Linked DNA regions of Pan troglodytes: region 2 is linked to region 1. A link is a contact called in public capture Hi-C data. All regions are on one chromosome and are shown on one strand. The core of a region is the stretch at or near the end of the contact, and the rest is flanking DNA. Distances in the headings are between cores, read along the strand shown. Region 1 overlaps TRERF1 (transcriptional regulating factor 1). Region 2 has its middle 16 kb from the start of UBR2.

Region 1 (5,463 bases), core at 226-2,725:
ATGAAGAGAGGTTCCGGCCGGTGCCGGAACTTTTTCTTCTCCTGCACGGTCTTGAGGGGCTCCTCGGCTTTGGGCACACTCGGCTGATGCTTCCTGGGGATTTCCTAAAACCGGAACAACGATCTGATTCGAATACTTCAGCTTCCCCCGCAGGCCATTTCCACAGGTTCAGGGAAGGGGGCCTTCTACTGTCTAAGCAGAGAGCCCTTCTGCTTGACCCCCCCACCCCCAACGCCCCCACATTCTGACCACATCCATTTTAGGCAAAGCGAGTTCTGGTTGCTAGACTAGGGAGAAAACTAAGGTTTTGGAAGAAATCCCTAATTTCTGAAAGAGCTGGGGGTGGTAGGAATAGTGGGTGGGCAAGAAGTAATAAATTCAAATTCTTTATTGCTTATCACTACATTCCCATCTGTTTGAGTGGAATCCAGCTGAGTGGGCTCTTTAATTCCCCCACTGCTCCCCAGGGACGGACATCAGGAACAGATACCACATGTTCTGAGAAGGGGACAGAATAATCTCTTCAGGGAAGCATGGGACCGAGACCTGTGAGGCAGGAAGTGGGGGTTCAAGCCTAGCCAAGGTTCCTAAGGCCAGCGACCCACACCGGGCTCTCCTGGGTCACTTTCAGCAGGGGAGAGAGCCTTCGATGACCTCTAAGGGCCCTTCCATGTGCTCACCTAAAAACGGATCTGGTTAACCTCCCCCGTCACCACCCCTCACTATTGCTCCCAGAACTCGTAGCTTATTTGTAGCAAACCCTTCTCTGAGGTTGGCTTCCTGTCAGGAGAGTTAGTTTATTTTAATGGCAGCGGAACCAAGCATAGTCTGGAAGGAGGATCTGCCACATGGATACATATATACTAATAAGTAAACATAGGCACGTAAACAGATGAGCAGGGCATGCCAAAGCCAAACAGAAACAGACTCGGGTTGTGTGGTAGCATCAGCCCAGAAAAGTCGAGAGCTGGGTGTGGCTGCAGAGGCAGTGTGGTTGGGAGGGGCCACGGGGATACCTGAGGGAAGGTTCTGGGCAGTCTGGGGTGCCCTCTCAGGCCCTGCAGGCCAGGGGCCAGTCACAGCTGCAGGTCCTGGAGACTCCTGAGCCCAGGGTGGCGCCTGGGTAGGAAGCAGCAGGGGGTGATGGGAAGGGCTGGCTACAGTCATGTGACCATCTGCCTCCAGGCCATGTGACCTGCCCCATGGGCTCCTCTGCTCTGGGCTCCTCTCCCTCCAGAGCTTCAGGCTCTGCCCCCTTCTGTTTCTCCCTCAGCTTCTCTGCCTTCCGTGGTGCCATCCTGGCCTCTAGGAGAGGAGTCTAGGGAGGCAGAGAGTGGGGAAAGGAGGAGGGGGCAGAGGGTCCCAGGCTCCCGGCTCCAGAGTGAGGTTCCTAACTACCCCCGCCCCCACCCCTCCCCTACCCCCGCGCCTCACCCCCAGGGGACCCTCCTTAGGCCAGCGCGCTCAACCGCCTCTTTTCTCCACCAGAGGGCTCCTCAGCGCCTGAGGCTGAGGCCAGAGAGGGGCAGAGGAGAATGGGGGAAGGAGGCCTGTGCCCCCCACAAGGGGAGCAGCCCTGAAGATACACTCTGTTCCCGGGTAACAGATAAGATCATCCAAGAACATGCAGACCTTATATGATCTCAACGCGGCACTGCAATCCAGACCTCTGATCACAGGGCCAGAGGTCCCTTTTGGGCTCCCTCTCCTCCAGCTTCTTGTCCTGTTACTCCAGCTCTAAACCTGGATTTTCCGATCCTCCAGGCAAGGCTCTGAGCCACTGGGCAAGAGAAGCCACCCAGGATGTCATATATGGTTGTCACTTGAGAGGAAGCACTTACAGTGTTCCACCCCACCAAGCTATTTGGACACTTTGGGGGTGAGGCCAAGCACTGAAAACTTTAAAAAGCTGCCCACAGAGAAGGATGAGAACCACTGATGAGTCCAACCCTATCAAGGTCAGGGGAGGAAACTGAGGCTGTGAGTGGGGGGCAGGTCTCAGCTGTCTTCATCCCAGCTGGCTAGGAGCCAAACTGAGATGGGCACTCGGGGCTCCTTCCTGGATGTTTTAATTTCTTTACATTAAGTGCCAGGGCCTTGTTCCCATGTATTCAGTCCCACCTACATGCTTCCACTTCAGCCTACCGCCCCCACCAACGAGGTCTCTCTCACCCTTCCATTAAGCCAAGTTCATCCCTTCCTTCAAAATCCTGCTCAGAACTCTAATGGTGATCTCCTGAGCAAACTCCCTTGCCCCTCCCCAGTCCATAATGACTTTGGCTACCCAGGTGTATTCTCATCCAGTCACACTTAAAGCATCAATTTCTTGTCTGCCCCTGTCTTTCTCTTACCATCTTGAAGGGGTGGGGGTGTGTGCCTGGGACTCTGACCCCCATGTGACTATGAACTCTTAATTGAGAGTTCCCCAAGGGAACTATTTCCCCAAGGAAACACTGTTTCTCCTGCCAAAGCACGAACTTCCCTGGGCAAAGAGGGAGCTTGGATGTGTCATTTCATCTCTCTGCCTGTTGCTGACCCCCAAGTCCTGACGGCTTATGAGAATCTTCCTCCAAGTTCTCCATCAGTTTCTCTTCTTTTGAGGACTTGATATTACACAGATAACCATAAAGGTTTTTTTCTGTACTTTTCTAGTTGTATTCATTATCTTCTCTCCCTCTATCCTGGCCCAGCCTACCCTTATGCCTCCTGGATTCTCAGCAGCTACCTATTCCTAAGGACAAATATGACCCAACATGCCACTTTGTGGGGAGGGGGTAGGTCTGATATTGCCAACCACACAGGTCACAAATTCCCTAGGGGCCGAGAGACAGACACAGAGAGAGAGAGAGAGAGAGAGACAGAGAGAGGGAAACCCTTCCCAGAGGCAAATTAAGCTGTTTGAGTGAAGCACTTAAAATTGGAGAAAGGAGAACAGTGAGTGAGAAAAACAAATCTCTTTGCTTTCCTGAGATTAGGGGTGGGTGGCTCTCAGTGGAACTACTTTGGGAACTTTAACGAATTAGGTTCTCCAGGGTATTTAAGCAGACAAAAATATTAAGCAACTGGTAAGGCTGCTTGTCAGAATGGATGCCAGGGCTATTGCCTGGAAGCCTGCTGCGCCAGTGGTTACCTCTTTGGTTGTGGATTTGGGAGGTCTGGAGATCCTGGGGAAGGGGCCAGGGCCTGGGGCAACAGCTGCTTACTTTCTGGGATATGGTACTTCCATATTTCAATAATGGCTACGATTGTCTCAGTGATTCCCAGCTGAATGATCATCTCTGTTTAAACCTGGGAACACTTTCGGGTCTCTCAGAATCTAACCTAGGCCATTAGTTTGGCATTTAATGGGGAGCAGGCAGTGTGAACAAGGGTAGGGTTCCCAATGTGGCCACGGGTTCAGCCCTGAGAGACCAAGCCGTATCCAAGCTCAGGTCAGTGACTCTGGAAGGGCCGCCCCATCTCCAAGAAAGCAAAGGGATGTCCCCACCCAGGCAGGTGGGGCAGAGCAGCAACTCACAGCAGGCGTGCGGGGGGCAGCCCCTTGGGGTGAGTGTGGGGGAGAGAGGGTCATCCTCACGAGCACAGGCATCTCGTCGTCCGACATCGAGCTGGCTGGCTTGTCTCTGGCGGAGGGGGCGGCAACGGTGCTGTTGGTGAACCCCTGAGAGCTGGGCTTGGGCGGGAGAAGCTTGACAGGGACAGACACGGGCATGACCATAGGCGTGAGGCTTTCTGCCTCGGGAGGGAGCTGTGGTGGCGGCGGAGGCGGAGGCGGAGGCGGCAGTGGTGGCTGGGGCTGAGGCGGCAGGACCTTCTCTCCTTCCTCCTACACAGACAATAAAGGCTTTGATCCTGGGCTGAGAGCAGCTCTCACAAGGGGGATGCACTTTGCTTTTCCCGAAAAGTTCCAGGACATCAGGTATGGGTGATAGAGAACCGCTGCAGGGCGATTTCCTTCCTGCAATCCTGAGTCCCTTGGCTGGAGTGATGCCAGCTGATGGTGGAAGAGGCTGGACTCCATTTTTTACAGTTAAAAATTCTTGACCATGCATTACTTGTATATTAAACTATTTTTTAAAAATTGTGCATTACTTGTATATTAAACTATTTTTTTAAAATTGTGTGGTTGTCATGCTTTTAAAGAAAGGGACATGGACTTGTAATCAGTCCAAAAGAAGGTACGATCTTGTGTAGGAGTTTTTAATTCTATGGGCCTTAGTTTACTCATTTGTCAAATGGAAATAGGCATTCCATCCTAAATTTTATTCAGGTCAGGAAACCACACTGGAGATACAAAACATGTACTTTTAACAAGTAAAGACAAAAGCTTTTTTAAAAAACATAATCTGGCATGGCCAGGAGATGGAGTGATCTGGGTAATCAAAAATTCTGTTCAACAGAGATTTAATCCCATAGATTTAAATTAAGAGTAATAATATTAAAATAATTCTGAGAAAATTTTTTGATTTTAATCTAACTCTAAAATTTGTGGATAGTTTACTATCTGGATATCCTACCTGGATAATCCAGAGGGTATTTAAGGATCTTTGGATGTTGAGCTGAACACCACTGCATCAGTAAATAGAAAATTCTGGCTGAGAGCCTGATGATTATATTAGCTTTCTCTGGCAATTGACCACTAATCTGGAAGGCCCCAGTGGGCCTGGTCTTGGGTGTGTCAAGCAGCAGAAGTTTAAAAATAATATTGCATTTACATGTTTTCCTTTGCTGTCTTCTCCAGGAGGCAGAGAGAGAGGCTGGGATGCCCTAAAAGGCTTTCTAGCGCCTCTGATTTTGACCCTTGCTCATCATAAAGCTGGGGAAGTGGGGCTGCTTGACCTGGCTGGCTCCCAGCGCCAAAGCCTAAGCATTCCTGTCAAGGGAGGACTGTGCCTCGCCAGGTCCCGCATGGGGCTCACATCACTCTCTGTCTGACGGCAGCAAAGCAAAGCAAGCAGCACACGACCTAGAAAGGACCGGGAACTGGCTCCTGCTAACCTGTTTGAGGTTGGGGGAGGCCCTCATTCCCCCGTGGGACCGCATGTGGCCATTCAGGGCAGGCAGGTTCTTGAACTCCTTCAGGCAGATGGAGCATGTCAGCTTGTTCTTGGCATCAAACTGCTCCCCAAACGCTCCTTTGGGTTGGCCACTGCTCAAGGGAAGAGCCAAATGGAGAGGACACATACGTTGAGGAAGGGGAAACAGTGACTTGCCACAAGACCTCATACCCACCACAAACCCATTTCATTCATCCAATGATCCCATTGTCCATGGCACCACTTGTATCACCCCAGTGCCCTTTAGAGAACAAAGTTCAATTTATAGATGAAAAACTGAGGCTCCAGAGTGGGAAAAGGCCTTCTCAAAGTCATGCAAGAATTGAACAAAATGTCCTTCTTCACACCAAGGCTTCAGGCAATGGATTTTGACTTGGGAACGATAGCTTATTACCCTTCCAGGGTC
Region 2 (5,326 bases), core at 799-3,298, 290 kb after region 1:
ACAGTGATAAACTGCAGCCCTGGGTACTAGAAAAAAGTGAGGGAGGGGGAGCTCTGAGTCCTGGCTGGCTCATTGTCCAGACTACACAGAGGAAGCACTTTCATACAATCATTTCACCACAAGCGTGTTTACTGCAGCAATATTCAGATAGAAATGTGCTGAAAATTGGAGCTCCAGTGGTGCAATCGGTTAGTGCACGTGGTACTTACACAGCAGTACATGCAAAAAAAGTGTTGAAAATAACCTAAATGATCATCAATAGGAACTAAATTTTTTTTAAAAAATCATATGTATCTGTGAAAAAGAATAAACAAGATAAAAGTAAGGTATAGAACAATTCATAGAGTAGGCCTCTATTTGCAAATTTTTAAGACATGATATATATTAGTGATATTATTTGTGTGTATGTTGTGTGTGTGTGTGTGTTTGTGTTTTGTTGTTGTTTTGAGGCAGAGTCTCACTCTGTTACCCAGGCTGGAGTGTAGTGGTGTGATCTTGGCTCACTGCAACCTCCGCTTCTTGGGTTCAAGAGGTTCTCATGCTGCAGCTTCCAAGACGGGATCTTGCCATGTTGGCCAAGCTAGTCTTGAACTCCTGACCTCAAGTGATCCGTCTGCCTTGGCCTCCCAAAGTGCTGGGATTACAGGCTTGAGCCACCGCGCTCGGCCTAGTTATCATTATTGATAATAATTATTGATAACAGACAATCATTCAGTGCCTTCTAAATGCCAGACTCATTTAACCCCCATTAACACTCTATGAGACAGATACTATTATTATGCCCATTTTACAGATAAAGAAACTAAGATCCAGAGAGTTTAGTTAACTCTTCCAAGGTCACTCAGCTAGCAATTGGAGGAACCAGGATTTGAACATACATAAATATTTGTGGATATTCATGAATAGTTTATGGAAAGACATACCCAAGCCGGGCATAGTGGCTCACGCCTGTAATCCCAGAACTTTGGGAGGCCGAGGCAGGTGGATCACCTGAGGTCAGGAGTTCGAGACCAGCCTGGCCAACATGGTGAAACCCTGTCTCTACTAAAAATATAAAATTAGCTGGGTATGGTTGCGCATGCCTGTAATCCCAGCTACTCGGGAGGCTGAGGTAGGAGAATCGCTTGAACCCAGGAGGCAGAGGTTGCAGTGAGCCGAGATCGCGCCATTGCACTTCAGCATGGGCAACAAGAGTGAAACTCCATCTCAAAAACAAAACAAAAAAAGGAAAGACACACCCAAAACTCTTAATGGCGATTATCTCTCTACAATGGTACCGAAGGTCTAAGGTCTTTTAAATTGTTTGAATTCTCTTTTTACAGTTAGGGTTGCCAGATAAAATACAGGATGCCCACTTAAATTTGAATTTCAGAAAAAGAACAAATTGATTTTTAGTATAAGTACATCCCATGCAATACTTGGAACACACTTAAATAAAAAATTATTTGTTATGTCTCTTAAACCCAAATTTCACTGGGTGCCCTCTATTCGTATTTTCTAAATCTGACAACCCTACTTTTAGCTAGCCTTCATTTGGCGAGGCCAGCAATTCCCTTCAAAGTGAAATATCCATTCTCCGGCAATGTGCCATAATCTGATAAAGCAGGATTTTAATAGGTGGCCTAATTCAGATACTGAAGTTATTCTGTACAACGATGACAAATTAATTAGGGGTAATTCAGAAACAACTGTGCTTGAAGCTCTGTCTTCCCTTGATTTTTTTGACTGAAAGGGATGTGCCATCAATCATGAGAAAATTCAGGCGCCCTCCAAGATGCAGTTTGGCTCTGCCTCTGCCCGCTAGAGGAATTCACCCTGGACCAGATAGAGGCTTTTGTTTTTCAAGCCCCCTACCACTAAAAAGCAGGCATAGATATTAATGGGCATCTTGGATCCACATCTGGGTATTAGATTATTAGAAGGGCATCAGAATTTGCATGCGGTCCGAACCAGCCACTGCCTCCGAAGCCTTGCAGACCACAGTGCCTGCTGCCCTTCCTCTGGGTCCATATCACCAATCAGAATATGAAGTGTGTCTCCTTAACTGCTGATGACTGGAGCCTTCTGGGAATTCCTGAGGGAGGGGAAGGACTTAGCCTGTGGCTTCTAGTCCTGAGGATGCTCCCTTTGAATGTCAGTTACCAGCTGCTTATGGAAGCTAAGACAAGGGACATCAAGTACTTCGGGATCCCAAGCTGTATAACGGGAATCGGTCACGTTCAAACAAAAGCTAGCTCCACTGCTGAAGAGGAACTCCAGAGATCGAAAAGCTCAGCCCCACGGAGGTTGGTCCCTCCTCCGGCACTGCGGAGGCCAGCCTGGGCAAGGGCGCCCCCTGCAGGCTCCCGGCATCGGTGCCGGAGAAGCACGGTGGACTCTTGAGCTGCCGCCGGTTTTGTGGGTGGCTTTGCCTCCCTCACTTCTAAAACCTCCAGCGGTGGCGGTCCCCTTACACCCTGCCTGGGGGGGATACTTGGAGAGGAGAATGAGGGGCTTCTTCCCAGTGGGCAGAACCAAAGGCAGTACCGATGACTTGAAGCTGGGCTCTAGAGAGCAAACAAGACTTTCCTGTATTCAAATTCCCAGGCAGTGATTTATGTTTAGGCCACTGGCTTGGCTGCCGGCTGTGGATTCCACTGACTGGCGGACAAAATTAAGCTCCTGGTTCCTCACGTGGATGCCATCAGATCCCTAGTGAAGAATCCCATGGAACAAAGCTGTAGATGTTCTGATAAGATGAGAGAGGCAGACAAGTGGTCACATGAACAGAGAGACCGTGGAGGAGTGGATGCTGCCTTGGCCTGGGGGAGGACCCAAGGTATTTAGCAGTCCACGCACGTGCTACTCACAGCAGCCCTGTGAGATTATCCTTTCCCTAGCCTTTTCTGTGCCTGGAGGCACCGGCCTAAAGGTAGGTTATATTTCACTGCTGCCCTCTCATCAGAGCCAAAACTATGTTGTCACAATTAATGCTGAATTCGGTAAAAGCCACCACTAAGGAGATGTACAGAAAAACAGCATTCCTGATTTCTTAGCATCTGATTTGTCAAGAATGGGTTTATAATCTGAATATAAAATGGCCCTTCCTACTTGCCCATCTCCTAAGCAGCAAGTAAAGGAGGGTGGAGGCATTGACTCCTCACTTTATAGCTGAGGATTTTCACTGACTCAGGAACATGCATGAGGAAGCCTACTGTTCTATCACAAGCCATTTACTCTCCTAATTGCTTCCAACATATAACTCCATGGTGACAGACCAAAGAGTGAGTAACAATAATGGGGACAGGTAAGAGTCCCATCAATAAATTGCCAAAACCCCAAGTACATCTGGTGATGCTACCTATGAAGGGATCTGATAAATACAAATAAGGAATTTTGAACTTTGCTTTGATAAATACAAGTGAAAGATTGGGACAAAGAGTGGGAAAACAAGGGAAAACTAACAAGTAAACAAATGAGTCTAAACTAACAAGTAAACATATGAGTCTAAAATGAAATTTCCCTCTACCTTTTAGGTTCTACATGATGATGGTGACCAATCTGATGAAAATTCACTAAGTAAACTGGGACAGGAACTTATAATTTCACAATTCACCAGAAAGATGAAAGTAAAAATGAAAACTCTTTTTAACTAAATGGTAGATAAATTATGAACAAACTATCCGGGAATCAAATCATAAAGGGGAAGAGGAGGGAGGCCGGGGAAGTACTGAATATGACCATAAACACAAATTTACTACATCAGTTAAGAGATCTTTGATTGAATTTATTTTTTCCAGATCAGAGCAGTTTTTTGTTTGTTTGTTTGTTTGTTTTGAGACGAAGTCTTGCTCTGTCACCCAGGCTGGAGTGCAGTGGCATGATCTCAGCTCACTGCAATCTCCATCTCCTGGGCTCAAGCTATTCTCCTGCCTCAGCCTCCCGAGTAGCTGGGATTACAGGTACGCACCACCCCACACATCTAATTTTTGTGCGTGTGTGTATTTTCCATAGAGACGTGGTTTCACCATGTTGGCCAGGCTGGTCTTGAACTCCTGACCTCAAGTGATCCACCTGCCTCAGCTTCCCAAAGTGCTAGGATTACAGGCATGAGCCATTGTGCCCAGCCTGATCCTGTTTCTTTTTGTAATGGCGCCTCCTAGTCAAGGATCAGCCCTCAATAAGCATGGGGTTATTCCCTCCAATAGGGAGCAGCACAAGCTACAACTCTAAGAGACTCCTCATGTAGCACTTGTGGACAGACTGAACCCAAAAGGAGCAGACTGGAATGTGTGTAGAGAATAGCCACACTCAATTAATGCTAATTAACACTCAGTTATTTGCAGACCATATAGGTGTGTAAACTCAACTATGGAAGAGTACAACTATTAGCCATTGGCAAAAGCAATTGATGGAAACAAATGCCAATAAAAATTGGTGAGTAAAAATCCTAAATGACTGGGCCAGGTGCAGTGGCTCACGTCTGTAATCCCAGCACTTTGGGAGGCTGAGGCGGGTGGATCACAAGGTCAGGAGATCGAGACAAACCTGGCTAACACGGTGAAACCCCATCTCTACTAAAAAAATATACAAAAAATTAGCCGGGTGTGGTGGCGGGCACCTGTAGTCCCAGCTACTCGGGAGGCTGAGGCAGGAGAATAGCGTGAACCTGGGAAGCAGAGCTTGCAGTGAGCCGAGATTGTGCCACTGCACTCCAGCCTGGGCGACAGAGCGAGACTCTGTCTCAAAAAAAAAAAAAAAAATGACTGGGTATCAATTTTTAAGTACACTACTGCCCTTTCAATAGTTTTTAAAAATGAACACATTTATCACTTGTCTACGGTAAGTTTGTTTAACTGACTCAGCTTGGGAGCCTGAGAATTCTGTTCCTGCAGATTCTGACAGTGGGTGCCATACTGGATTACTTTTCTAACAGTGAGAAAAGATAGGACAATTTTACCATCCAGGCAAAAGGCCAAATATCTTCTCTGAGAAATCTGACTAGACTAAGAGGAAAGATCAAAAGATATTGGCACTATAGATTTCCTAATGAAACATCCCAGACAGATCACCCCACAAAACATTCCATAATTGATAAGCTCTATCCATGATTTCAGAGCATTTCATCAGGTTCTTAGTCTCTCATTCTTAAAAATGAACCAACAACAACAGATTGCAGTCTCTGATGTGAAAGATAGAGACCAAAACTAACAGAAAAAAAAAGAAACCTGGATAAAACAGAAACTTTACAGGAGGGAGGAAAATTTTAACAATACAACAACAACAACAACAACACAAAAAAATCTCCACGCCTATATTTGAAATCCTCAGATAAGATATTGAAACC

What was found. Capture Hi-C pulls out chosen DNA fragments and counts their contacts.
Region 2: a contact with region 1 is called in a capture Hi-C map of stem cell-derived neural stem cells, with 7 times the contacts expected there. The contact joins two enhancer-like sites. A contact is called at or near these places in 2 of 7 Hi-C or Micro-C datasets (blood and stem cell-derived neural progenitor cells), 1 of 1 datasets of contacts at active chromatin or transcription factors (stem cell-derived excitatory neurons) and 1 of 1 other capture datasets (stem cell-derived neural stem cells).

Annotation. Positions count from the first base shown.
Region 1 is chr5:48,148,271-48,153,733 of NHGRI_mPanTro3-v2.0_pri, forward strand. It overlaps TRERF1 (transcriptional regulating factor 1), which reads right to left. Exons shown (of 18, transcript XM_063813036.1): 7 at 4,999-5,149; 8 at 3,578-3,826; 9 at 1-104. Among named protein-coding and RNA genes, the nearest start is that of MRPS10, 44 kb to the left of the region's middle. Within about 2 kb of position 1,476, at least 5 of the 24 cell types and tissues checked have an H3K27ac peak or open chromatin away from gene starts, as enhancers often do. A contact at or near this core is called in stem cell-derived neural stem cells, where this site is marked.
Region 2 is chr5:48,432,728-48,438,053 of NHGRI_mPanTro3-v2.0_pri, forward strand. No RefSeq gene overlaps it. Among named protein-coding and RNA genes, the nearest start is that of UBR2, 16 kb to the right of the region's middle. Within about 2 kb of position 2,049, at least 13 of the 24 cell types and tissues checked have an H3K27ac peak or open chromatin away from gene starts, as enhancers often do. A contact at or near this core is called in stem cell-derived neural stem cells, where this site is marked.